Linked DNA regions of Mus musculus: regions 1, 2, 4, 5, 6 and 7 are each linked to region 3. Evidence: chromatin contacts called from public HiChIP or PLAC-seq and promoter capture Hi-C data. All regions are on one chromosome and are shown on one strand. The core of a region is the stretch at or near the end of the contact, and the rest is flanking DNA. Distances in the headings are between cores, read along the strand shown.

Region 1 (3,767 bases), core at 293-2,792, 1.4 Mb after region 3:
GGAAACAATGGACGTAAATTTTGCAGCAATCTATGATATTTATATTGGTAGGGAATATAGTTTCAGCAGAATGCAGGGATTCTCCTATGCGCTCACAGGGGATCTGTATGCCTCACACTGGAAACAATAGAGACTTTGTGTTAGTAGTCACTCATTTAGGCAACAAGAAATAATTGTGGCAAACTGAAATGAGAGGGGGTGGTTTTGTTTGTTTGTTTTTAAAGACAGGGATGAGGGGAGGGGGATGGGCGAGGGAGGGAGAAAGAGGAAAGACTGAATAGTTTATTGGATAGGCAATATAGTCTAGGAATCCAAAAACTCTGGGAATACAGATGGCATCGACTGGCTCTTAGAGCTTTTGATTTCAACTAACTTCTATTTCCAGATGCCAGTTCGCAGGAGTCTGACTGGCCCACGGTTTGTTTTCCTCTATGTGATCCAGGATCTGTAGAACAACTGCTGATCATTAGAATATGGGAAATATTGAGTAGATAGATAGTCTACCAAAGGAAGAAATGGTGAAGACATATACACACATCCACGTGCACACACAGATAGTATGGATTCTACCAAGTATGGTAACTAGGCAAAACCCAAGAATGACTGCATTCACATAACTAATCCTGAGATAACACAAACGTGTAATAGGTTAGTTGAAAGTAGGGTTCGTGGTCCTCGTGGTAATAAAGTTTTCCCTTTAGGATGTCTTGAACTTTGTCTCTGCAACTTGTTTCCCTCTCAGCTAACATACCCAAATTGCTACACACTGCCTCTGATACGAAACTCAGATCAGCCATCCTTTGCAAAAGACCTATTGGCTCAACCAGCAGAAAACAAAGATATATAAAGCAATAGGAGTGATGATGCACACCTGTAATCCTAGTTTTGGGGAGACGGAGGCAGAAAGATCAGGAGTTGAAGGCCTCCTTCCTCAGCTACAAGAGGAGTTGGAGGTCAGCATCTCACACAAAGGCAAACAACCGCACTGCGAGACAGCAGACCTGAGCACTAGTAAAGCCACTCAAACGCTGTTAACCCCCATTTAAAAATTTATTATCAAAGCTCCCTATTCCGATTCTTCAAAAGTCGAAGAACCTGCGGAGCGACGAACCCCTGGGACCATCGCAAGCCGAACCGCGCCTACAGAACTGAGGTTCCCAGAGAAAGGGGCATAGCAGGGGCGTGGGGGGTAGGAGGATGCCGCACATGCGCACAAGCTCCCAGGTCAACAAAGACGGCGGCGTACGCGCGCGCACCAGAGCCATTCACCGAGGACGTGCGCGTGCCCGGCCGCCGCAGCGAGGTGCCAGCGGCCCAGGGGACAGAAGGAAAGGAGGGGCAGGAGCCACCGGCCGCGGCGGGAGGAGGAGGAGGAGGAGGAGGAGACGGGGTTGTGCTCCTGGGCAGCTGAGGAGCGAGGGGCGGGGCCGGCGAGCGGCGCGTGCAGGTGCCAGGCTCCCGGGCTCCGGCTGGCGCGCGAGCGGCTCCGTGGGCCCCCGCCGCCGCAGTGGCAGTGGCCGCCGCCGCCGCCGCTTGGTCGCCGTCGGTCTGCGGGAAGCGGGTTATGGCGGCGGCGGCAGTGGGAGCTGTGAATGAGTTCTCCGGCCGGACGACGGAAGAAGAAAGGCTCGGGCGGCGCGAGCCCGGCGCCCGCCAGGCCTCCGCCCCCCGCCGCGGTCCCCGCCCCTGCCGCCGGCCCGGCCCCTGCGGCCGGCTCGCCGCCTAAGCGGAACCCGTCTTCTTTCTCGTCCCCGCTGGTCGTCGGCTTCGCCCTGCTGCGCCTGCTGGCCTGCCACCTGGGGCTCCTCTTCGCGTGGCTCTGCCAGCGCTTCTCCCGCGCCCTCATGGCCGCCAAGAGGAGCTCCGGGACCGCGCCGGCGCCCGCCTCGCCCTCGCCCCCAGAGCCCGGACCGGGTGGCGAGGCCGAGAGCGTCCGCGTCTTCCACAAGCAGGCCTTCGAGTACATCTCCATTGCCCTGCGCATCGACGAGGAAGAGAAAGGTACTACTGGGGGGCTGGAGGGAGGCCGGCGGGCTGGCCGGGGCGGGCGGCCCTGGGAGGACGCCACTTGCGTCCCTTTCCTGCACCCCCGGAGTTGATCTGCCTCGGGAGTCCGAGTCCCCACAGGCCAGATCCTGCTGTGCGACGCCTAGTTAGTTGATCCTCACCCCTTTCAGGGCGCCCTGACTCGACTTTGTTTCAGCACCCCCACACTTGTGCATGACCCAAGTCCCCGTGAGACACCCAGGCGTGCTGGTGACAGTGACAGTTGGCCTAGAGTGACCGACCACACGGGATTCTTTCTAACACTGTAAACAGTGTTGCTTTCTCTGAGCTGGGCTTCCAAAAGGTTTTGGTATCGAAACAGCTGTGTATAAACTTCATTGAGAAGGGTTCTGTAGTGTTTGGAGAGGAAAAAAAAAAGGGGGGGGTTGACTTGGATTTGAAAGGAGTAGTAGCTCCTTATACTTAGAGCCGGATTTGCCATATTCTGAAGTTTCATGAATTATTTTTACCAATATAGTGAGTCTTGAAGATTTCTTTTTTATTGAGCTGTATTTCAACCGCTAGTTGCTTTAGTTTTTACTATTTTGTTATTTTTATTTTATTCCAAGGCACTCTCGAGTTTCTAAATTTTAATGTTAAAAATATTAAATGAATGAGTTGGGTAAACAGGCATATATCATTCTACCATAGAAGATAAAACAAACGCTCCTGCCTCGCAGTGAAGGCAGGAATACTGCATACTTCAGGTTTCCTTCAAGCAACATCTTTTCTTCGCCTTTCTGTGTGGCAGGCATTGTCAATTCATTTTGCATGTGTCTTTGATCCTCACAATAATTCTGAGGTCAGAGTACTATCAGTACAGGTCTTTTACAGATGAAATTACTACTTACAAGATGGAAACAGGTGACCCCAAATCTATGCTAATCGTTAATTGAAAACTTGTGTGGGAAATGCTAAGTGGGGTTTAGAAAGCCTTATGTCTCTTATTGTCACCCACAGTAGCAGACACAGGAGAAGAGTAGTTTGTGCTTGTGAGAGCAAGCTTTTTGTGCTTAGCTCTTCAGTACTTTTTGGGAGCATAGAGTGATCACTTGGGGAGGATGGAGAAGGCAGTCCTCCTTTCATCCCTGAGATGAGCCCAGATCCCTTAGGGGTTTGTGGATGTAGTTCAGTGATACTGTGTGCTAGGAGGCTTCAGAGCTTGGGTTTCCTTCTTAGTGTCTTGGAAACAAAGCTAACAAACAAGCATTTAAAAAATTAGTTACATCCATTTTCTGTTACAAAAGAAATAAAGCTGGAGTCAGTGGTGGTGGCGGAGCGCGCTTTTAATCCCAGCACTCAGGAGGCAGAGGCAGGCGGAGCTCTGTGAGTTTGAGGGCAGCCTAGTCTACAGAGCGTTCCAGGACAGCCAGGGCTACACAGAGAAAGCCTGTCTTGAAAAACTAAAAAAAAAAAAGTACAGAAATAAAGCTGGGGTGGGGAGTAGTGGCAAAGACAAGCTGTAACCTTAGCCCTCGGGACAGTGAAGACTGCTGCCGTAGGCGACATAGCAAGACCTCATTTCAAAACAAAGCAAAAAGTAAATGGAATCTATATTTTCATGGTTCTCTTCTAGCCTAAAGTTTTTCCCCTTAGCATATGAGAAAATTTTGTCGCCTAGTTTTAATTCCATAATTGAAAAAGAGTTCACATTTGAAGTCTGTCAGCCTTTCGGCTACATTTCACAACTCGGAGCTTACTTCCAAGGGAAGTTAGTTTTC
Region 2 (3,788 bases), core at 94-2,593, 1.5 Mb after region 3:
AAAGCCAAGTATTTTCAGTTCAAAGTCAGCTATTCTGAGTTCCACACTAGCTTATGAAACATATAAGACTTAAGGCATGCTTCAGATTTTTAAAAATATTTTATTCTTGGACAGTTTCCTGGTATATAATAAATTTTAGTCCTTGTCTCACCCTTCCTTCTCCCCCACCCCCCACCCCCGAAAGTATTCTCCCTAAGAAATCCCTCTCTTATTGTTCTGTCTTTTTGGTACTTTACGTAGTGAAGTGTGACTTGAATTCAGTGTCCTGCCACAGCTTCCCAAGACAGGCACCATATACAAAACAGTGGACTCCAGCTACAAGTGCTTATTTTTTCCTTAAATTTGAGATGCTCTCACTAACTGGGGAGGCTGACAGTGACCTACTCTAAACCCCAAGTATGCTTGAACTGAATATTTCTACCTCAGCTACCAAATCTATAGGGTTACAGGTTTGCACCCAGTTTAGGCAATTGAACCCTTGTGTGTCATGCCTAAGGGCTCTACCACCTGGTGGTGGTGTCAGATCCTCTTAAACTGCAGTAGCCACTTGGATGACTGGAGTCAGGAAAAGCCATCACCTCTTTTCATTCATTCATTCATTCATTCATTCACTCACTCACTCACTCACTCACTCACTCACTCACTCGTTCGTTTTGGTTTTGAGACAGTTTTGCTGTGTAGTGTAGTCTTCCTGCCTCAGCCTCCAGCGTTAGAATAGTACGCAGGCGATGCTGCACCCTGACCGGTGACGTGCACCAGTAAAGTGCTCGTGGAGGCCAGAGAACAACCTTATACTTAAGGTTGACGTTCACCTGGGTTTTTGAAATCGAGTCACTAAGGATATGCCTGCCTCTGCTTTCCTGAGTGCTGAGATCAAACAGGTGTGGCCATCGTGACGGCGTAGGTTCTTGTGATTTAACTCGAATCCTTGTGTTCTTAAGCCAAGCGTTTTCTGCGACATTATTTTTAATGAAACAGTTGGGAATTTGATAAATGTATTTTTAACATAGGCTGAGTCTACCTCGAGGAGCCTGACCTCGAAATCAGCGAGACTTGCCCGGCCTTACTGTGACATTTCTTAATGTTCCTGCTTCTTCATTTTTAAAACAGGAGTATAAACTGTAATAAACTCACACTCTGGTAGAAGACTTTGAACAGACCTCAAAGTTCCTCCCAAGGTGATAAATGCCCACCCTTTCCCTGGGCGAGCAGCCCCGCCCAGAGCAGCTCTAATCCGCCCACTTCCCAGGCGGCGGAGAACAAAAAGACGGCGACCTAGGGTACATGCGCAGTCCCGCCCCCTCGCCCTGCAACCAATCGGATTCTGAAGGCCCGCCCCTTCCGCTTGAGAAATGCGACTTCTCAGAGCGTCTTCCGGCGGGAGCTGTACGGCTCCTTACCATGGTGAGTTGGCCGTGGGGTGTGCGGGATTCTTGCGGGATGTTTCCCTCCTGCTTCCTCGCTCGAGCGCCCTGCTGTACCGCAGCTGCTCGGAACCGCGTGGTCGGGCCTGCGCTGGGGTTCCCAGCGCTCGGGTTCTTGAAGGGTTCCTGCTCTGTGCCTCTACAGCTGGGAAATGCCAGATTTGCCTAATGTTAAAATTAAAGCTTCCTCTGAGAACAAGTGAACGCCATCAGCGACTTGAGGCTTGCGTGGGGCTTTCTAGGGCGTGTTCACTCGTTTGCTTTTCAGTGTTTGAATAGCTCGGCACTGAGCAGCGGCTACAGAAAGGGTTAGTGGAGCAGCTCGGGAAAGGTTCTAGTATACGCTATGGTTGTTGGAATGTCAGGTTTTTCCTAAAAATTATTGAGTTAATTATTAAGCTGAGTGTTTTGGCACATGCCTTTGGCCTACAACTCAGGAAACTGAGGCAGGAGGATTGCACTTCGAAGTTCACCCTGAGTTAAATAGAGACTCTGACCCGAAAAAAAAAAACAAAAAAACCCCATAATCTAAAACCAAACAACAAAACGCGTAAGTCAAACATAATTATCTCAGTATTCTGTAAAGGTGAACGGGTGGTTGCGTTTTCAGATGTCAGAGTGCTGACCGCCCTTTGAAACGATCACAAAAACTCATTGAGCCCTTACTGGTAACTTACATACGACAATGACATATTTGTGTTCTTACTGTTGCCACCATAAAGTTTCCTTCTTTGGAGGCCAGCCTGGTCTACAAAGTGAGTTCCAGGACAGCCAGGGCTATACAGAGAAACCCTGTCTCGAAAAAAACGAAAAACCAAAACATTAAAATATTATATATTAAAATGTCTAATGAAGATCTGTAAAAGAATTCACCGTATTCTTTTAAATTGTGTGGTTATGTGCACGTGGGTGCAGCTGTGGGAGAAAGCCAGAGACATTAGATCCCTGGAGCTGGAGTTACAGGGAGCTGTGAGCAGATGTGGATGCTAGGAGTCAAGCTTAGGTCCTCTGGAAGAACAGCCTGTGTTCTCAAGTACTGAGCCATCTCTCTGGTTCCCAGATTTTTTTTTTTTTTTAAATTTTGTGTATGGATGTTTGTCTGCCTGTTTCTTGGTGCACAAAGTACGTGTCTGGTGCCCGGGGAAGTAAAATGAGGGTGTTGAATCTCCTGGGAGTGGAGTTACAGACAACTGTGAGTGCCGTGTGGGCACAGGGAACTGAACTTGTGTCCTTTGTAAGAGCAGTGAATACTCTTGATTTGTGAATCATAGTTCTAGCCCTTGATAGGGGGAAAATCACACACAGTATTTTCATAAAATTTCAGTAATCCTTTGGGTACAGAAAATGGATAGGATAAACCAGTTGTGGTGCACGTCTTTAACCCAGCATTCTGGAAGCAGAGGCAGGTGGATCCTGAGTTTGAGGCCAGCCTGGTCTGTAGAGTGAATTCCAGGGCAGCCAGAGCTATACAGAGAAACCCTGTCTCAAAAATAAAAGTGTGTGTGTGTGTGTGTGTGTGTGTGTGTAAAATGAACAGTGACCAGACAACCTTCAGTTATTCCAACTTTAAAGAAATAAACATATACAATATACACGTTGTAGCAACAGTGAACAGCTTGCAAACTGTGTTGTTTGAATTGGACCTTTGTATCTAATTTGCATATGCTATTCCATCTGCCAGTATTATTGGTGGAGGCCAGATGTGGGTGTCAGGATGCCTCCTTAGCTGTGTTCCCTTTTTTTGTTTCCCCCAGTTATTTTGAGACATGGTCTTTGAGACATGATCTTGGCGCTTGTCTATTCTAGACTGGCTGGCCAGTAAGTTCTAGGAATCTTTAATTTTTGCCTTTCTGAGACTTGAACCTACAGCCAAATCCTCCCCCCCACAGTGGAATGTGGGGGAGGGGGAAAAACAATTTTATACTTATAAATATCTGTTTTATAAAACAGTCAACACATATATACTAACATATCATCTGCAAAAAGTGATATTTTGACTTCATCTTTTCCAATTGGAAGGAGGTTACAGAGACAAAGTTTGGAGCTGTGTCAAAAGGATGGACCATCTAGAGCCTGCCATATCCAGGGTTCCATCCCATAATCAGCATCCAAACGCTGACACCATTGCATACACTAGCAAGATTTTCCTGAAAGGACCCAGATATAGCTGTCTCTTGTGCCTAGCAAACACAGAAGTGGATGCTCACAGTCAGCTATTGGATGGATCGCAGGGCCCCCAATGGAGGAGCTAGAGAAAGTACCCAAGGAGCTAAAGGGATCTGCAACCCTATAGGTGGAACAACATTATGAACTAACCAGTACCCCGGAGCTCTTGACTCTAGCTGCATATGTATCAAAAGATGG
Region 3 (3,436 bases), core at 368-2,867:
CTCTAGACTTTGGCTTCTCTTTGGCTCCCCAGGTGACAATATGCCACATGTCAGCCAATGGCACTGAGATACTTTCCCATTCTATTAAAAGGCTCAGGCTGCCCCTCCATTAATAACACACCACGGACCATCTTCCCTTGGCCCCTGTTCATAAAGCCCCACCCTCCGCCAGACCCCTGTCACCTGGTCAGAAGCAGAAGCGAATAGTCCTGAAGAGCACAAACAGCGCTTCATTTGTCTCAAGGGGGTAAGGACAGCCTCCTGCGTTTTTCTGATTACAGGGCTTATGAAATACGGCTCTTTTAGGACGCTCCAGTTTTTACTCAGGATGTATATAGGTACGCATAGTTGGGAAAGCAGTTATTGCAAAGTTGCTCTTAGAAAGAGTAGATGCTGAAAATTATGAGGTCCTCTTTCTCAACATCCGCGTGGCCCCTGCTACTGAAAACTCGTCTCTTGATGCCAGCAGCTTTTTGCTGGATATAACCAGTACGCTTTTCTTTCAGGGTGCAGACTTATTTTAAATCACATTTAATTGTGTTTAGTTTTCGACCACGGCTCTCCCTTTCCCCAGTCCCTTTATGCACATAGGTCAAGGTTAGGAAGCTGTTTTACAAGAGTAATTGAAACAGAGGCCACAGCGGGGCAGCGCTGGGTACTGAGTCAGACTCCGTTCTTCCTGGCTGTAGGGGCTGCACAGCAGTTTAGTCTCCAAGATAGACACCGGAACTGCAATTCCTGGGCTATGAAGGAGTCAGTCTCTCAACTCTGTGTTTTCTATCAGATGGGCTCTGGGAGCTAAGGCTAGCCGGGTGTACTTGTATTCCGCTCGTTCTCCTCACCCTCTACTCCCAATGCAAACCGTATATGCTACTCTGTGTGTGTGTGTGTGTGTGTGTGTGTGCACACGCAAGCGCGCTCGCGCAACGGAAAAACCCTAGTAAGACACCACATCCTTTCTCCCACAAACAGAACCCTCCATGGACTCCAGGACCGCAGACTTTTAGAAAGCCAACAATGCCCCCTCCGGCATGGGTGCCTCCAGCCCCGCAGCTGTGCAGCCTTCTTTCCCATCTTTTCCTTTTTCCCCCGGCCCCGCCACGATCGGGATGCCACAGGCGATAATGTCCAAGAGAGGCCTACTTTGCATGGATGACCAGTGAAGGGTCCTGAGATGTGGAAGTCACAGAGAACCCGACAGCGGGCGCTCGGATGGAAGAATGGCGCCCTCCCCCGGCGATCTGTCTCTTCCCGCGTGGGCCCCCATTCCTTCCTCACGCCCACCCATCCCCGTAGCCCTTAGAGTCCCTGTGTTCAGAGAGGGGGCTGCGGACGCTGCGGATTTATGGTCAGGAAGCTGCGTTGACATTGAACTCCAGCTCGGGAACACGCGTGTGTGTCAACGGTGGGGAGGGGGGCGGGCTCGTAGCTGCTGGGAGCCAGCTCAGGCAGGGTGCAGAGCCCGGCTGGTCCCCGCCGCCGCCCGCGGGAGCTATGAGCGCTGAAGCCATTCATGATTTTGGTGACGTTATTCTAAGAGTGGGCGAGGAGAGGCGGGGCCGCTCGCCGACAAGCCCCGCCCCTCCCTTATAAATGCTGCTTCCCGGGCTCTTTGTGGGACCCGGAGATCGGTGGAGAGCGGAGAGCTTGGTCTGCACTGCCTACGCCGTTGGCAGCGAGGCTGTCTCCGGAAGGCGGACCGGCGCTAGCCCAGTACCCGCTCTCGGCTGCCCGCTGCTCTCCTCTGCGCCCCTGCCAATCTCATTCAGGACTCAGTGACTGGTTTTTTTTTGTTTGTTTGTTTGTTTTGTTTTGTTTTGTTTTTCTTAATCACAAGGGCGTGGGTCAGCCTCCCCTAGGACTTCATGTCTGTATATTTCCCCATTCACTGGTGAGTATCCTGCGCCTTTGGCGGCCGCCAGTTTAACCCGGGTGGCTGCGCAGCCCGGCAGCCTCCTAGTGCCGGCTCCGGGTACGAGGCCGGAGAGTGGCACGGACACCCAGTGCGGGTTAACCCGCCAGCCTCAGCCCCTGCAGGAGTCGACGTCAAGGTTGCAAAGCTGGAGGTTGGGGGAGGCGGTGCTGAGAGCATCCAGACAAAGGAAGTGAACTCGGAACCTTCACTTAAGTGGCGGCCAGAGGGCGTGGATATGGTGGCGTTGGGTGGGGAGAACCTGGGGTCCCACCTGAAGCCCCCTAAGGAAACCCTGTCCGCTGAGGGCCACAGGAGATGAGTCCTGCTTGGTGCAGGGGGCTCCGGTTTCCCGGGCCCCTCCCCTTCTCCTTTTTGTTTGCACGCAAGTCTCGGCGTCGAGGATGGCTGCAGAGGGGCCGAGCTGGTGCAGCCGCTGGGTTTGCAGAGCTTCTGGGGGAGGGAGGATGCTGGGGAGACGCTCTCCGCACAAACAAGCCACAAGCATCAGGGTGCAAACTACACCCTCACAACCCCTGCCCTCTCCGTTGTCCCTTAAATCCAACGCGCCTTTGTGGAGGGCCGGGGCTAGGAAGGAGCAAGCTCTCCCAGTGCCAGATTGGAAGAAGCCGGCCACTGCTGAGTCGGGGGCTGCAGAGATTTGCCTGCAGCCGGGGAAGATCGGGTGTGGAGGATCAGAGCCGAGAAGGATGGGGGACAGGCCCCTAGCTGCTGGGACGTGCGCGCCAGCTGCTTCTTCCTTCCTGCTGTGGTGTAGAGGAGGGGCGCTACAGGGAGGCGAGCACCCGTGGTCCTGGAGCGCGCTCGCAGGTGCCAGCCTTGGAGAGCCAGACCCGGGTCCAATGCAAGGTCTGAACCCGGGGAGAGCGGCGCTATTCTGCTTAGCCCAGGAACTCTGAAAGTTCGTGTTTCTCAGTTTAACTTTTTGGGCCCGCGCCACAGTTCCAAAAAGGAACAGACGCCGCTACAGGAGACGACGACCCTGGTCTTAACCCTGTAATGCTATTGACTCTCTTCTTTCAGGGATTGGAGGCAGCTTTTCCAGACTAGGGAGGAAATTGTTAAAGTCTAGCTTCTAACCCTAAACTTGCCCCCATGACAGTCACCCTTTCTTAGTCTCTCCTCCCCCTCCCAGTTTAACTGTGATTAGAGGGGCCAATGACTTTCAAAACAAAGTAAAAATCCCCTACACCTGAAGCTTGTGTACCCCCTCATGTGCAGACAAGTCAGTTGCCATATGGGTGAGGCTTTGAAGAGTGGTGGAGGCCTTGTGCTCCACCCCCAACCCCCCACCCCGCTCAAAATGTAGTAAGGTCGAGATGTTAGAAGCCCATGGGGACATTGGCCCCCCCACTCACCCATTAAGGTTTATGATTATTTTGTTAATTGGTACTTCCTACAACGTTTGCAACATTTTCCCCTTCGGACATAACCGTGAGATTATGCCTTATTAGCAATCATTTGCATCTTGGATATAAACAGGGCTCCCCGCAGCTCAGAGAG
Region 4 (3,778 bases), core at 852-3,351, 1.6 Mb after region 3:
GCTCTTGGTGAAGAGTGGAAGGGTTATGTGGCCCGGATCAGCGGTGGAAATGACAAGCAAGGTTTTCCCATGAAGCACGGTGTTCTGACCCATGGCAGAGTGCGCCTGCTGTTGAGTAAGGGGCATTCCTGTTACAGACTAAGGAGAACTGGAGAGAGGAAGCGCAAGTCTGTTCGCGGATGCATTGTTGAAGCTAATCTCAGTGTTCTCAACTTGGTTATTGTAAAGAAAGGAGAGAAGGATATTCCTGGACTGACAAATACTACTGTGCCTCATCGGCTGGGACCTAAAAGAGCTAGTAGAATCCGAAAGCTTTTTAATCTCTCCAAAGAAGATCATGTCCGCCAGTATGTTGTCAGGAAGCCCTTAAACAAAGAAGGTAAGAAGCCCAGGACCAAAGCACCCAAGATTCAGCGTCTTGTTACTCCACGCGTCCTGCAACACAAACGCCGACGTATTGCTCTGAAGAAGCAACGCACTAAGAAGAACAAGGAGGAGGCTGCAGAATATGCTAAACTTTTGGCCAAGAGAATGAAGGAAGCCAAAGAAAAGCGCCAGGAACAGATTGCCAAGAGACGTAGGCTGTCCTCTCTGAGAGCTTCTACTTCTAAGTCTGAGTCCAGTCAAAAATGAGTCTTTAAGAGGAACAAATAAATAATGACCTTGAATCTTAAAAAAAAAAAAAAAAAAAAAAAAACCCCTCACTGGAGAGATGTATTGGAGGGTAGTTATACAAAAGGCTGCCTCTGATGCACAGTGGCAAGCTGTGAAGGCTTGGCCTATATAAATGGTATGGCACATGTACACAGGAAGACTACTCCACCTGTGGTAACAGTGGAAATAAATTGAATTTGGCCGCTGGTGATGACATGGCTGCTGTCGCTGTTAACAAAGCTGGGCTAGGGGAGTACCAGGCTAAGGAATGTGGGTGGCACTCGGTTTACCAACATACACACATATACAGAAGTTTAGAAAAATGAAAAGCAAAATTTAAGATTATAAACATAGACGAGTAACTAGGAAGTTGGTTTAGAGGTTAAGAGCTCTTGCTCTCTTGTAGAGACTTGAGTTTGGGTTCCCAGAACCCGCATTGGGTGTCTGCAGGAACCGCAGTTCTGAAGGATCTGAAGCCCTCTTGTGCCTTCTGCAGGCATCTGCACACACACATACCCTCAAGCACACACGCATAGCCTTTAAAAATAAAAACCGGGCTGGAGAGATGGCTCAGTGGTTAAGAGCACCGAATACTCTTTCAGAGGTCCTGAGTTCAATTCCCAGCAATCACATGGTGGCTCACAACCATCTGTCACGGGATCCAATGCCCTCTTCCTGTGTGTCTGAAGAGAGCAATGGTGGTGTACTCTTGTATAAAATAAATAAATTAATCTTAAAGAAATAATAAAAACGTAGGTGAATTTGCAAACTTTGGGTAGTTTATTAGGGAACAGATGAAATCAGCAGCAGGCAAAAAGCAAGGGCTTCTTTGCCCTAATTTATCCTTTCTGGACTGCTGCCTTCTTCATAAATTAATTTGGCCAGAGTACTTAAACCGTAGGTGGAAATTTACAGCTTTACAATGACCATTCTCCGGCCTCTTAATTTTGTTGATAAGGAGACTAAGCTTTGTCACGACACATAATTTCGTAAACATCCTATATAATTAATATATAGAATTATTGTGGCAGAATCTTGTGGTCGGAAATGAGGGGTTGAAGTCCTAAAACTTAAGTAGTTTGTGTGTGTGTTGTGTGTGTGTGTGTGTGTTGTTTTTTTTTTTTTCCTTTGAAAAAAAAAGGGCCTCACTTTTTTGCCAATGCTGCCTCGGCCTCTCTAGGAGTTCCGGGAATTACAAGCGTGAGCCATCAAACGACTAAGCTCTCAAATTGTGTTAAACAACAACGAAGAAGATATGTTTATAAAAACTCAAACAGGGAAAAAGGTAGACAGAATTATTTAAGTAAACAGCTGATGAGGGCGGAACAGAGATTTCAGAGGCCACTTCCGGTGTTGGAGTGGTTTCCGGAATCAACACAGAAACAGCCAATCAGAATCTTCTCGCGGGAGCCAATAGTCGAGCAGATTACAAACAGCCAATCCCGGCGGCGCTGTCACTGTTATGGTCCTGTCAGGGCCCCGGCGTCGTGGTGCTTGGGTGCTCGCCACCGGCTGGCCTCGGGTGCGACCTGGTCGGCAGCCAGAGGCTGCGCTTAGCTCGCGCGTCCCCTCCCTCGGCCGAGCCCGCGCCTCCTGGCTCGCAGGCCGCCCCTTAGCAGGTCGTCCCGGAGCCCCGGGCCCAGCCGCTCGTCAGCACCGAGGCCGGCGGGATGCAGCCTCCGGGCCCGCCCCCGGCCTATGCGCCTGCCAACGGGGACTTCACCTTTGTGTCTTCGGCGGACGCGGAAGGTGAGGCCGAGGCTGACCTCCGGGGCTCCGGGGCGGGGGGTTGGCAGAGCTGGGGGACTCCGCCCCTGTGCTCCCTGGGCCTTCCCGGAGGCCTCTGGGGACGAGGCAGGGTGCGGGGCGCCGGCGCTGCGGGCTGGGGTCCCCGGGTGTCCTGGTTCACCAGGGAACCCGCCGATCTGGTGGAAGGAGTTCTTTCTGAACTCCGCTCCGCAGTTACTCAAAAGAGTGAGGGATCTAAGGGAGAACAAAGTGGGGCTGTGTGGCTCTGCTATTAATAGGAAAACCTTCCCGACTGAGGTGACTTTTGGCAGGTTATGGAAAACTTACTTGAAAGGAGACGTGCTTTTATTTATTTATTTTTAATTGAACTTGATTTCTTGCCCAGATCCCTGGGTCCACACAGTTTGTAGTGTTTGGTCCCAGTGTTCAAAAAACTGTATTCAGGAGCATTTGAAACTTGAGGAATTCAACTTAGTGTTCCCAACAGTGTCTATAGACTTGGCTTGTACTGTTTGGAGCAAGCGACTGTGCTTGCTTAAAACAAAACAAACAACAACAAAAACAGGGAGAAAAAAAAAAAACAAAAAACGTTTCTACTGTGGGAAATTTCCCCCACCCCTCATTAGTTCAACTCCTTGTAACCTGGTTTTGGATTTTGCTTTTATTTAATCTTATTTACTTACCAGGGACCAGATTTTTGACTGCCCAATATGAAAAAACAAGTTGATTTCGATATAGACATGGAAATACCTGGTGATGAACCCCTTCGACCCCAGCACTTGAAAAGCAGAGGCAGAGAGATACCTGAATTAAAGGCCAGCTTAGACTACACAGTTATCAAGTTCTCTGCCTGCCGGGGTTACATACTGAAACCCTGTCTCAACAAAGTAGAAAAGAAATTTCAGTTTAAAGATGAACGTGAGTTTTCTCAGAAATCTGATTTCTTTCTTTCTTTTTTTTTTTTTTTGTCTTTTCGAGACAGGGTTTCTCTGTGTAGCCCTGGCTGTCCTGGAACTCACTTTGTAGACCAGGCTGGCCTCGAACTCAGAGATCCACCTGCCTCTGCCTCCCGAGTGCTGGGATCAAAGGCGTGCGCCACCATGCCCGGCTAGAAATCTGATTTCTATAAATATGATTTGTTTCTTTCTTAGTTTTTTTTTTTAACTCTTTCTTTGGTTTTTGTATTTTTTTTTTCATTTTTTAAAAATGAGACAGGGTCTCACCATGTAACTCTGTTTGGCTTAGAACTTTATGTAGACAAGGTAACCTCTGTCTCCCTACTTCAGGGATTAAAGGCATATACTACCTCATACAGCTCAGCCCCGATTTTAAATTTTAGTCTGAGACAGTCACACTAAGTTACTCAGGCTGGCCT
Region 5 (3,600 bases), core at 962-3,461, 1.4 Mb before region 3:
AATAAGAAAACAAACCAGGAGGACAACTATGTAAGTGTTTGACTCAGCCCAACTGTTAATACAAACAACACCATGAGATCTGTAGCATAAACCAACAGAGCAAAGAAGACAGATCCAGGAGCTAGAGATAACCCAGTGGTTAAGAGCAATGCTACTCTTGGGCTGGAGAGATGGCTCAGAGGTTAAGAGCACTGACTACCCTTCCAGAGGTCCTGAGTTCAGATGGTGACTCACAACCATCTGTAATGGGATCTGATGTTCTTTTCTAGTGTGTCTGAAGATAGCAACAGTGTACTCACATACATTAAATAAATAAATCTTAAAAAAAAAGTAGGAAAAAAAACAATGAATGAAACACTTTTTTTAAAGAAAGAAAGAAAGAAAGAAAGAAAGACAGAAAGAAAGAGAGAGAGAGAGAGAGAAGCCGGAGCCTGACGTGGTGGCACACACCTTTAATCCCAGCACTCGGGAGGCAGAGGCAGGCAGATTTCTGAGTTCTACAGAGTGAGTTCCAGGACAGCCAGGGCTATACAGAGAAACCCTGTCTCGAAAACCCCCCCCAAAAAAAAAAGAAAAAGAAAAGAAAAAGAAAAAGAAATAGAGAAAAAGAATCGAAAAACCAAAAGAAAAGAAAAGGAAAAAGAAAGCCCACTTTGGCAAAGTCAAACTCAATTTGAATTTTTTCAACAAATATACAAGGTACTATCTTAGGACAGTGGTTCTGACCATAAGAAAACAGACATTTACATTACAATTCATAACAGTTAGTAAGTAACAACTAGAATAATTGGGGTGGGGGGGCACCACACCATAGGGAACTGTATTAAAGGATCACAACATTAGGAAAGCTGAGAATCAGTGTCCTAAACTAGGTTTTCTGGAAGGAAAACACTGTTTAAAACACTGTTTTATTGCCATATTCTTCTTTTAAAAGTTCAGAGCCCAGAACGGTGGCACTTGGGTCTGTGACTACCAACACTGGACAGCAAAGGCGGATAAAGTTCGAGGCCAACCTGGTCAACAGAGACTTCTAGGCTAGCCTGAGCTACACAGCAAGACCTCAAAACAAAACCCCGCAATACCCCTCCCCCAACATACTCAAGCTCAGGCAACAGTAAGAACAACAACAACCTATAAAGCATCTCACAGTATAAAGCACGTCTTGCTACGTAGTCATTCTTTTTTTTTTCCCCCCAAGCAGGTATACTCGTTCTTTGTTGTCCGCATGGTCACTTAGAGCTAGTTCAGGAACTCCCAAGGAAGTTGGAGCTCAGAGAACCAGGACAGCTCCTAATACTAACCTAACTTAGTATTACTCTGTAGAAGAATCCTGCTGGGACGGACCAGGCAAACCTTTCTGACAAGACAAGCCGGTAAAAGACTCCCTCCATCACCTCCCTGAACCTGAGGTACCCGGACTCCTGGAATCTCACCCCCCCACCACCACCAAACAGCGCAACCCTCGCAACACTGACTGTCCAGTGGATGCAACTCTGCATCTTCTGAAGTTACAAACTAGGACAAACACAGGTGCTTCTCCGACAGGAGGATGCACTAACTACTCTGCAACCATAAAGCAGTAACTAAACCTATAAGCGCCCACTAACTTGGAAGTCCCGAACGCTAGACCAGCACGGGCCCACGGAGGGGCGTGATCCCATCCTTCTTGGCCAAAGCCAGGCCGGCCGGGACATCCAACCAGGGATCATCCGCAACGTGGGCACCCGGCAGAGGCCAAGGCCGCAAGATCCCGGCCATCTGACAAGTTTATGGCGGTGACCCACCCAGGCTTCAGGCCACCTACCCTCACCTCCTCGCGAGCATCCCTCCAGCGCCCCGGGACGTACCTGACACACAGAAGCGCGGAACCCCGCGTAGTCCGCGTGCTCCGAGACCTGCAGTGCGCGATCCCCTAGCTCCGAGTCCTTCCCGCGCCGGTCAAACAAGTACACCGTCCTACAGCCGTCGACGGCGCCATCTCTCCCAGATCCCTCCGAGAGGCCGGCGGGATCGCTGGCGCCCTCCGCTGCCATGTTGAGGGAGAAAAAAAGAGAAGGCCCTGCGGCTCTCGGGCGCGCTTCCCGGAGACACCGACCCCGCGCGTGCCCTCGGCTCCAGCCGCCGCGGCTCCGAGCCTCAGCGGGCCGCGCAGCACCGACTGTGGGCAGCGGCCGGGAAGTAACCCGGGAACCGATTCAAACGCGCTTCTGCCGGGGTGCCGTACGTCACTTCCGCGACCCGCGAACACAGGGACGCGCTGAGCGCGCCTCAGAGCCCGCCAGCTACGTACGCCGCCGCCCACCAAGCCTCCTTCCGTGACCTGAGAGCGGGCCGCCGCCGTGGCTGCTGCGCAGGAGGAAGAGGACGGCGGACGGAGACCCGGCTAGTCCAGCAGGCCGTGGGGCGGGGCGGGGCTGGCCAAGGTGGGGCGGGGCTTCGCGCCCAGGCCACGCCCCCGGGCTCCTGCGGACCGCGGGGACTGGGGACGGCCTGGAAGCTGGCTTCCAGCGCCTTAGGGGCCTTCGCGGGGGGAGGTGGGGGGGGGCGCAACTCGCAAGCGTGTCGCCCCAGGGTCTATGCAGGCTCCCGCTGCAGGGCCCTGGCGCCTTCCCCCTAGCCATGCGGTCTCCAGGGCGCTACCAAGTCGGGCGGACGCGGCGGCTGGAAGCTTGCACCACCTGGGTCCCGGTGCGGTGGACACTAGCTAAAACACCGGGCACCGCTCTGCTTGCACGCTTCCTTCGCCGTCGTGGGTGGGTTCTACTGTGGGACAATGAGACAAAAGCTCGGCCTCGAGGAAGAGCGGGTCTCTGACGTCACGAGGCCGCGATGCGCGCCCCCGGGTTAGCCAGGCTCTGAGGCTTTAGGCGGCTGGGAGTCTTGGGATAATACCTAACCTACTCACCGAGGTTGAGTCAGCTTCTAAGCGTGCAATGTGTAAGACAGCCTCCTCGAAAACTTGAGCATAAAACTTTATATGCTCCAGTACGGGGGAATGTCAGGGCTAAGAAGCAGGAGTGGGTGGGTAGGGGAGCAGGGTGGAGGGAGGGCATAGGGAACTTTCGGGATAGCATTTGAAATGTATATAAAGAAAATATCCAATAATAAATAAATAAAAAAGAAAACTTGAGCATAATTATTGGGGGATGCGCTTCTGACTCTACAGATAGCAAGGAATGGGGGGGGGCGGGTAACCTTGCCAGATGCTTGCTCTCTGATTCTTAAAACCTGGATGCTTTGTACTTGAGAGAAACGTGTAAATTAATGAAACCCATTAATTAATTGAGTTCTTTTATGTGTCTAGAAGTTGGATCAGATTTAAGGGTGCTGTTTTACTAGGTTCGCAGGAGCCTTAATGATCAATGGTAAAGCTAGACTCAAAGTCAATGCACCTTGGAAACAGACCGGGTTGTTGGCACCAAGGACAGTTGGCCAGACATACAAAAGTGTGAAGGTTTGCGTAGAGCGGCATAAATAGTATGACTGGAAGAAGAGAAAATGAAACAGTAGGTGAGGTAGGTGAAGTTGTGACCAAAAGCTGGTCATGTTCTTGAAAGGGCACCTGAGAGACAGGAGACACGAGAATAACCTCCAACTATC
Region 6 (3,339 bases), core at 648-3,147, 1.9 Mb before region 3:
CCATGCTGAGGACACAGAACCAACCAAGAGGCGTCTTTAAGGTCTGTCTGGCCTCGCTTTCTCTTCCAAAGTCCAAGGACCTGACCATGGGGAGCACGCCTGTAAAGAATGTAATAGGCTACGGCTACATCCCTCTAATGCCTGGAAACAAGTCCAGAGGTGACACCACACCCAGAGCCCAAAGGGACTGTCCTGGATATCGTGTTTTTCAAGCCACTTTATTCCTCTGAACATCATGTAGTCTTTTTTTGGTTTGTTTGTTTGGTTTTTTCGAGACAGGGTTTCTCTATAGCCCTGGCTGTCCTGGAACTCACTTGTAGACCAAGCTGGCCTCGAACTCAGAAATCCGCCTGCCTCTGCCTCCCAAGTGCTGGGATTAAAGGTGTGCGCCACCACCGCCCGGCGGTAGCAAGCTTTGAGGCTCATTTGTTTACCTGTCCTCCTCCTTTGCACATAGTGAGTTCTGATACCCTTTTCTCCTGTGCTTGTGCCAGGTAAGGGGAACTTCAGAGGGAGGAAGGGAAACCTGCTTCGCCCGCCATGTTAAACTTGTCACAGAAGAATCAAAGACGCTGGTAACCGGGGCAGATGAAAGCCATCCCTACACAACTGTATCATTCAACCTTGGGGGAATGGGGATATCGGTCCCATCCCTGGCTTTCCTAACTTTGGCCAACCATTATCACCCAGGGATCTGTCCTTCATAAGCTGCAGCTCAGTGAACAGGTGCCTTTGTGTGTGTGTGTGTGTGTGTGTGTGTGTGTGTGTGAGAGAGAGAGAGACAGAGAGAGACAGAGAGAGAAACAGAGACAGAGAGACAGAGTGAGGAGCAAGTGGATAGAAAAACCCTGGTGGCATCATATGAATTCCTGAAGTGATGTTCCCAGGCAAATGACATCACCTCACTTAAGGGTTTATTGAAGGAGAAAATGCTGTGATATTTCTCTAACACACAGGACTACAGCCAAGCCATCTCTAGAACAAAAGCTGTCAACCCGATTCCCTAAACATCCTTTGTCGTGTTACTTCCTTGTCGTGGGTGACTCCCCAAATCCTCTTACGTAATTTTTCATTTCTCATCGAGTTTTCAGTACACCTCTAAAGAAAGAGGCCTACCTTGGCTAACTAACTACGTTATTTTATTGTATAGGGTCTCGCCTGGGGTCGTGTGTATCCAAGAGCCCTACCCTAACTACCTTCCTCTTTCCCAGCTAGTACTCAGTTATTGTTCTTCTCCCTTCCGGCTGACCACCCGCGCTTCTTGTGCACATAATACGATGCTCATCTTTTGAGCTTTTTGCTCGGTACCTCCTAGCAGAGATCCACCAGTTCATCTTGGATCCCTGGCTCAATATGTTCTCCATTCTTTCCAGCTTTCTTCGAATTGTCCTCTAACAATGAGCTAAATCTTTGCAAGACCTAAGACCCAGTAAGGATTTATGCAAATCAGCCCATTTTAGCATTTGCTAACCAGGAACTCTAGTACCAGTTCCTGGTTTCCTCTGGCAGGAACCATACACCAGCGGGCTTCTCCTCCCCCAACGCGTCTAGAACAGATGCACGCAGTTGCGCTAACACACAGCTTGGACCTGCAGCCTGCAGCCTGCAGCCGCGGCAGGTGCGGGCAGCCGGGCACCAGGTGTCAGTCATCGGATGTCGCAGGCCCAGTGCACACGGTCCCGGGGCCTCGTTCGGCCAGGGTTCGCCAGCACAGGAACCGCGTAGGGCCTCGAACCGAGCCACCTCCGCTCCACCAGCCGATGGTCCAGCCGCCCGCAGGCTCCAGGCGCGGTTGCGCAGCACTAGGGACAGATGCGGCCCGGGAGATGCCCCGCGGGGTCGAGAGCCACTCACCTGACCTGATGCTGCACACCCGAGAGGATCCGACCGGCGACTGCGACCAGCGGAGGTTGGGGCGGGACAGTGGCGGCGCCGCACTTCCGGCCCGGGGGCGGGGCGGAAGGAGCACCGGCGAGCCCGGCGCGACCAACCGTGGCAGGGGGTTGCTGCAAGCGTTTCGAAGACCCGGAGGACCCAGGCAGCCAGCGGCGGAAACTAGCCTGGCTGCACGACCCGACGAACTCAGCCCCTGTAGCCGCGAGTACATATTCCCCAGCTCACTGGCACGGCATCCTCCTGCCGCAGCCGCGCCGGCTTGCTGGTCTCCCCGGCTCCCAGCGCAAGTCCCGCGCCCCTTCCGCATTCCCGAGCCGAGGGCGGAGCGCCAGCGCTGGAATTTGACCCGGGTGGGCTGGGAGCCGCCCTGGTTTGGGGGTCCCCTGGCGCCTGCAGCGGGCAGCCCGAAGTTGCCTGATTTAGCAGAGGGCAGTTGGCCTGGTTAAACTGAGTTTTAGATAAACAATGCTCAAGAGAAGGAATGTAATCCGGAAGAGGGCGGCGGCTGAGCACTCTCCAGTGGGCTCCAGAAACGTTCTCGCTTATTTGAAATTGCACTCCAGCCAGTGGCCTTTACTTTCTCCCCGCCGGGAGGTCATATTCTAGAAGTCTGATCAGAAATTCCGTGTCAGACGGTGGTGGCGACACCTTTGATTCCAGCACTTAGAAGGCTGGGGCAGCATCTCTGTGAGCTGAAGGCCAGCCTGGTCTACAGAGCTTAGTTCCAGGACAGCCACGCTACACGTAGAAAACCACCTCCCTTCCTACCCCACTTCCAAAAGAAATTCCTCCAAGGCAGGAACACTATGGTCTCCAGCACTGAGTATCCGTGTACTTCACAGCAGTCCAGACAATACAAATACAACTTAGGGGCCAGCAAGATGGCTCAGCAGGTAAAAGTGCCTGTTAGCACGCATGACTGAGTTATTTTCTCAGGGCCCACAGAGAACAACCAATTCCTGTAATTTGTTCCTTGAGCCCCGTATGCAGGTACCAGGGAATGTGCAGCCTCCTCCCCAAACTAGTAGATAAAATGTAAAATAAGATAATAATCCTAATAAATTGAGGGTGGCTTTAAATATGCGCTTGAAAAAATCAGGGTCTGGGATTGCGTAGGTCAGAGGTGGAGAATAGGCGCCAGGTGGTACTGATGCTGTATCTTTGATCCTATTTGTCCTCAAAAATCATTGCTTAAATAATTATGTTTCTTATAAAGTTATGGCACTTTCAGGGTTTGTTACATAAGTCTACCACCACTTCCTAGATCCTCACCCTAGGCAATGTAAAATCAGTTAATGAGCAGGATGTGGTGGGCACAGGCCTTTAACCCTGGCATTCCAACGGGTAAACTTAACACAGCAAAAGTCCCTCTCAAAAACCCAGAGTGCGCACAGGGAGGTGGGTCAGTGGCTAAGAGTACTTGCTATGCAAACAAGAGGACTC
Region 7 (3,541 bases), core at 1,033-3,532, 1.7 Mb before region 3:
ATATTGCTCAGCTGTGAAAATGTGCTACAGATAAGACTATGGAATATTACTCAGCTGTAAAGAAAAAAAAATCATGAAAATTTCAGCAAACAGAACTGAACTTCTTCTGACCTTATAGTAAAATGGCTTCCATCACTCAGATGGAGTCAGGCTGGCCCATCACTAGCCCCAACCAATATATCTACCACAGAAATCCTGCTCCCAAGGATCAGGAATCATGTGGAAGAAGAGGAGGCAGACCGATTGTAAGAGACAGAGGGAACAGGAAGTTTGCTATGAGATTTTTGTCTCAGAAATGTCAAGGAAGCTATACCCACGAAGCCTCAACTTGGCTGTTTCAAGACCTGAACAAGAACCATACCAATAGGCATATTAATATGGAATGGAGAATTCTTAGGGGACCCCACCCCTAGACAAAGAACTGCAGACAATTAAGTAATTCTGAGTGGGAGAAATAGTCTTCTCTAGGGAAGAGACACCCCAATTAGTTATCCAGTACAAAATGATCAGTCCTGAAATAATATACATACAATTAACATGTATGTGTTTATGTTATGAGCAGGCTGATTTATATATCTATGAATGTATGTATAAGCAATGAAAAAATAGAGGCCATGAATATGAGCGAGAGCAAGGAATGCATGAGATGGGTTGGAGGAAGGAAAAGGAAGGTGAAATGCTGTAATTATATCCTAATTTCAAAAATAAGAATTATTAAAAATAAAAACAAAAACAAACAAACAAACAAAAGAATATGCCGTTCCATGGCTTGTAAGGAGAGGCTGCAGTGCACGGTGGGGAAACCCCGAAAGGACACAGAAAGATATTCTTAAACAAAACATCAAGACAGCTTGCAACTCTAGAGTCAAAACATCTCGGGCCAAACTACATTAGGGGCAACAAGGTCTTCTCTCTTTGAAATGAAAGATACATCTAGACTAGCAGACCGATGATTGGTGGGGGAAGGTTCTTGGCCATGAAACTGGAAGGTGGTAGGGTCAGAAGGTGAGGAAAGACTCTGGGCAGTGAAGCAGATGGGAGTTGGGTGTGCCCCAACTTTACAGGTATCAGCTGGGGGAAGTCGAGGAACAGTCAACAAATATTTAATTAGTTCCTCTTCTGCCTCAGTAGTAGCATGAAGCAGGCAGCCACTAGAGAATGAGGAAAATACTATAAACATGAACCAATCCTTCTGAGTAAGGTGTCAAAGCCCAGAGGGGGCGGTGACAGAGGAAGGGCGGGTTGTCTGCTGCTTTCTGCATGATGAGAGGAAGGAAGCGTGAGAATATTTCCCTCCCAAGGTAGGAGGTAATGAAACTATCCCGAGAGAAACAGGAAAAGTCAAGAATGAGAAGCTAGAGAACAAACAGTAACAGCGTGTTCTACAGTCTGGGCTGCAAGCTACATTGGGCTCCCAATGGGAATGAAGGTGTAGCTGTTCCCAGTGCATTGACTTGGGGATTGAGGACTGGGTTCTCTGGGTTTAATTGCACTTCCCCACAGCGGAGGAGTAGTATTTCTCGAGCATTTACGGGAAACTTTCAACCTTGAAAACATTTCTTTCACTGGTAGATCAGATGAAGAGCCACGCTGAAGTGAAAAATCCCAGTAGGTTTGGGTGTCTCTGTGGACCTTGGTAACTACTGAGGCAATCTGGTTGAATTCCACACGGCGGTACTTAGGCAGGGAAACGAAAGGTTTCCCGGGTCCCAGCACAGACTATGCTCACCGCGCTTCATTGTTGCAAAGAAACTGCTGTGCCCAGGCCCATACCGGAGAGAGTTTGTATAAATGCATGGCTCAGCGGCCGGAAGACTGTGTCACACTGTTCATGCTCGCGGTGAGCACGAAGAAATTAACAAGCATTTAGAAGTGATGCCATGGCCTTCCATCGAAAGAACCAGCTGCAGATATACAAGACGAAAAACAGCCGCCGTCACTAACACTCGCAGCTGCAGCCGTTAAAGTGCACTTTTTAAGTAGGCGGTGTTATCACCGAGCTCCAAGGGTAAATAAGGAAAGATACGGGTTCTGCAGTGATCCCATGATGGTGCACTCGCGTTACGCGGGGACACCATTATGCAGCAGACCGTTTGCACTCTTTTTTGGTAGCTGGACTCTGAAGCCCGACGCAGCGCCGCAAGGTTGCCATGGGGACCGGAGGAAACTTTTTTTTAAAGCGCCCTTCTGAGGCCGGCGCCGGCGTCGAGCTGCTCTCTCCCCGGAGGGGCCCAGGGCTCCAGGCGCGCGGCCGGCGGGGGCGGAGCTCGCGTCACGTGGCCGGGCCGGGGCGGGGCGTGCGCGCAGTCTACCGCCAGCTCGGCCGCCGCCGCCGCTGCTGCCGCCGCCGCGTCCCATTCATGAGGCCCGGCGGGCTCCGCTGTAGCCCGCGGCTTCGGAGGCGGCGGCCCCGCCCCCTGCTCCCCCGCTTCTTGGGGCATCCCTGCGGGGCTGCACAACAGTCCGCCGAGTGAGAGCCGCGCGCGGTGCCGCAGGTAAGCGGGCCGGAGACAGCGCCGGGGCTTCCCGGGGGGCCGCGTCCCCGCTCGCGGCCTCGCCTCGCGTGGGCCACGTAGCCGCGGCCGCGCCGCCTGAGGACGCGCGGGCGTCTGCGGAGACCCTCACGTCGGCAGCGGTCCTCCGAGCCGCGGGCGGCGCGCCCGGGGACCGCAGCCCCGGGCCTGGGGGAGGGGAGCGGACGCCGGCGCGCGGTCGCGGTCATCCCCCGGCCGGGACTGGCGAGGTGCAGTTATTCCCTCAGGCCGTTGGCTTGCCCGCCGCCGCCGTCGCCGTCGCCGCCGCCTCCTGCAGGCCGCGGACCTGGTTTAGATGTGAGTAGCCTGTTGCCGGCGACCCCCGGGGCCCTGGAAGGTTCTGTCGGCTGTGGGAACCGGAGCTCTGAGGCCCAGTTTTGAGCGCCGCGGATCCACCCCAGCCTAAGAAAATTATTTTCATTCAAATTTAGGATGGCGTTTCGGAGCCATAATTATGCAGAACAAGACTAGGAAGATCGCCCTCGCTTTCAGAAAGTACTGGAACGCAGGATACTTGGAGAGGCACTGAGGGATTACTGAACAAGCGGCCACACACTTATTTTAATGCATCTTTGAGACTTAAAAAAAAATTAAAAATGGAAACTGAGGCTCTTGCATGGCGCTGAAGCTCATTTGCCCAGCAGTAGGGATGCTGGTTAAGTTGGTACCGAACCTCGCCTCACTAATTTAAAACGTTATGATAACACAAGTTGAATTTTGAAATCTATTTTGGGATCATTTGCCGGTTAGTGTCTGTGTTGATCCGACATTGATTGCTTTCACTGGCTTAAAACTACGAATCGTGGCAGGTATTGCTAGACTGGGTTAGCAACCCAGCCAGCCACCAAGTGTGGGAGGAAACAGGTGTTTTAGCCCTCGTTGGGCTGCCCTGCCCGGTGTGCCCTCTCACATTGCCCGTGGGTAGCCTCCTACGGGCTTCCTCCTAGTTAAATGTGTTCTTGATTGTGGTTTATCGGCCCCAGCGATCTTCAAGTTCGAGGTAGTAG

Evidence for each region. Promoter capture Hi-C pulls out the DNA fragments that hold promoters and counts their contacts. HiChIP or PLAC-seq counts read pairs in DNA pulled down with a chosen protein or histone mark.
Region 1: a promoter capture Hi-C map of hippocampal neurons shows a contact between it and region 3, with 5 times the contacts expected there. The contact joins the promoter of Spast here to the promoter of Lbh in region 3. A contact is called at or near these places in 1 of 39 promoter capture datasets (hippocampal neurons) and 1 of 115 datasets of contacts at active chromatin or transcription factors (embryonic forebrain).
Region 2: a promoter capture Hi-C map of pre-B cells shows a contact between it and region 3, with 3 times the contacts expected there. The contact joins the promoter of Slc30a6 here to the promoter of Lbh in region 3. A contact is called at or near these places in 1 of 39 promoter capture datasets (pre-B cells) and 1 of 484 Hi-C or Micro-C datasets (B cells).
Region 4: a promoter capture Hi-C map of pre-B cells shows a contact between it and region 3, with 4 times the contacts expected there. The contact joins the promoter of Yipf4 here to the promoter of Lbh in region 3. A contact is called at or near these places in 1 of 39 promoter capture datasets (pre-B cells), 2 of 115 datasets of contacts at active chromatin or transcription factors (astrocytes and regulatory T cell precursor) and 1 of 9 other capture datasets (liver).
Region 5: an HNF4G HiChIP or PLAC-seq map of pancreatic cancer cells shows a contact between it and region 3. The contact joins the promoter of Smchd1 here to the promoter of Lbh in region 3. A contact is called at or near these places in 2 of 39 promoter capture datasets (the SN4741 cell line and pre-B cells), 1 of 484 Hi-C or Micro-C datasets (CD4 T cells) and 2 of 115 datasets of contacts at active chromatin or transcription factors (astrocytes and pancreatic cancer cells).
Region 6: a FOXA1 HiChIP or PLAC-seq map of pancreatic cancer cells shows a contact between it and region 3. The contact joins the promoter of Myl12b here to the promoter of Lbh in region 3. A contact is called at or near these places in 3 of 39 promoter capture datasets (liver and pre-B cells), 1 of 484 Hi-C or Micro-C datasets (B cells) and 3 of 115 datasets of contacts at active chromatin or transcription factors (astrocytes, embryonic stem cells and pancreatic cancer cells).
Region 7: a contact with region 3 is called in a promoter capture Hi-C map of pre-B cells, with 5 times the contacts expected there. The contact joins the promoter of Lpin2 here to the promoter of Lbh in region 3. A contact is called at or near these places in 2 of 39 promoter capture datasets (liver and pre-B cells) and 1 of 9 other capture datasets (liver).

What each region holds. Positions count from the first base shown.
Region 1 is chr17:74,337,445-74,341,211 of GRCm38.p6, forward strand. Spast (spastin) reads left to right here and starts at 1,543. Exons shown (of 17, transcript NM_001162870.1): 1 at 1,543-2,001. The coding sequence starts at 1,593.
Region 2 is chr17:74,394,265-74,398,052 of GRCm38.p6, forward strand. Slc30a6 (solute carrier family 30 (zinc transporter), member 6) reads left to right here and starts at 1,344. Exons shown (of 14, transcript NM_144798.6): 1 at 1,344-1,404. The coding sequence starts at 1,402.
Region 3 is chr17:72,916,688-72,920,123 of GRCm38.p6, forward strand. It overlaps Lbh (limb-bud and heart), which reads left to right and starts at 1,618. Exons shown (of 3, transcript NM_029999.4): 1 at 1,618-1,891. The coding sequence starts at 1,866. Gm30375 (predicted gene, 30375) reads right to left here and starts at 1,468. Exons shown (of 2, transcript NR_168598.1): 1 at 1-1,468.
Region 4 is chr17:74,487,392-74,491,169 of GRCm38.p6, forward strand. It overlaps Yipf4 (Yip1 domain family, member 4), which reads left to right and starts at 2,102. Exons shown (of 6, transcript NM_026417.4): 1 at 2,102-2,403. The coding sequence starts at 2,325. It also overlaps the pseudogene Gm6476.
Region 5 is chr17:71,473,132-71,476,731 of GRCm38.p6, forward strand. Smchd1 (SMC hinge domain containing 1) reads right to left here and starts at 2,212. Exons shown (of 48, transcript NM_028887.4): 1 at 1,848-2,212. The coding sequence starts at 2,033.
Region 6 is chr17:70,988,619-70,991,957 of GRCm38.p6, forward strand. It overlaps Myl12b (myosin, light chain 12B, regulatory), which reads right to left and starts at 1,898. Exons shown (of 4, transcript NM_023402.2): 1 at 1,855-1,898.
Region 7 is chr17:71,181,250-71,184,790 of GRCm38.p6, forward strand. Lpin2 (lipin 2) reads left to right here and starts at 2,283. Exons shown (of 20, transcript NM_001357791.1): 1 at 2,283-2,495.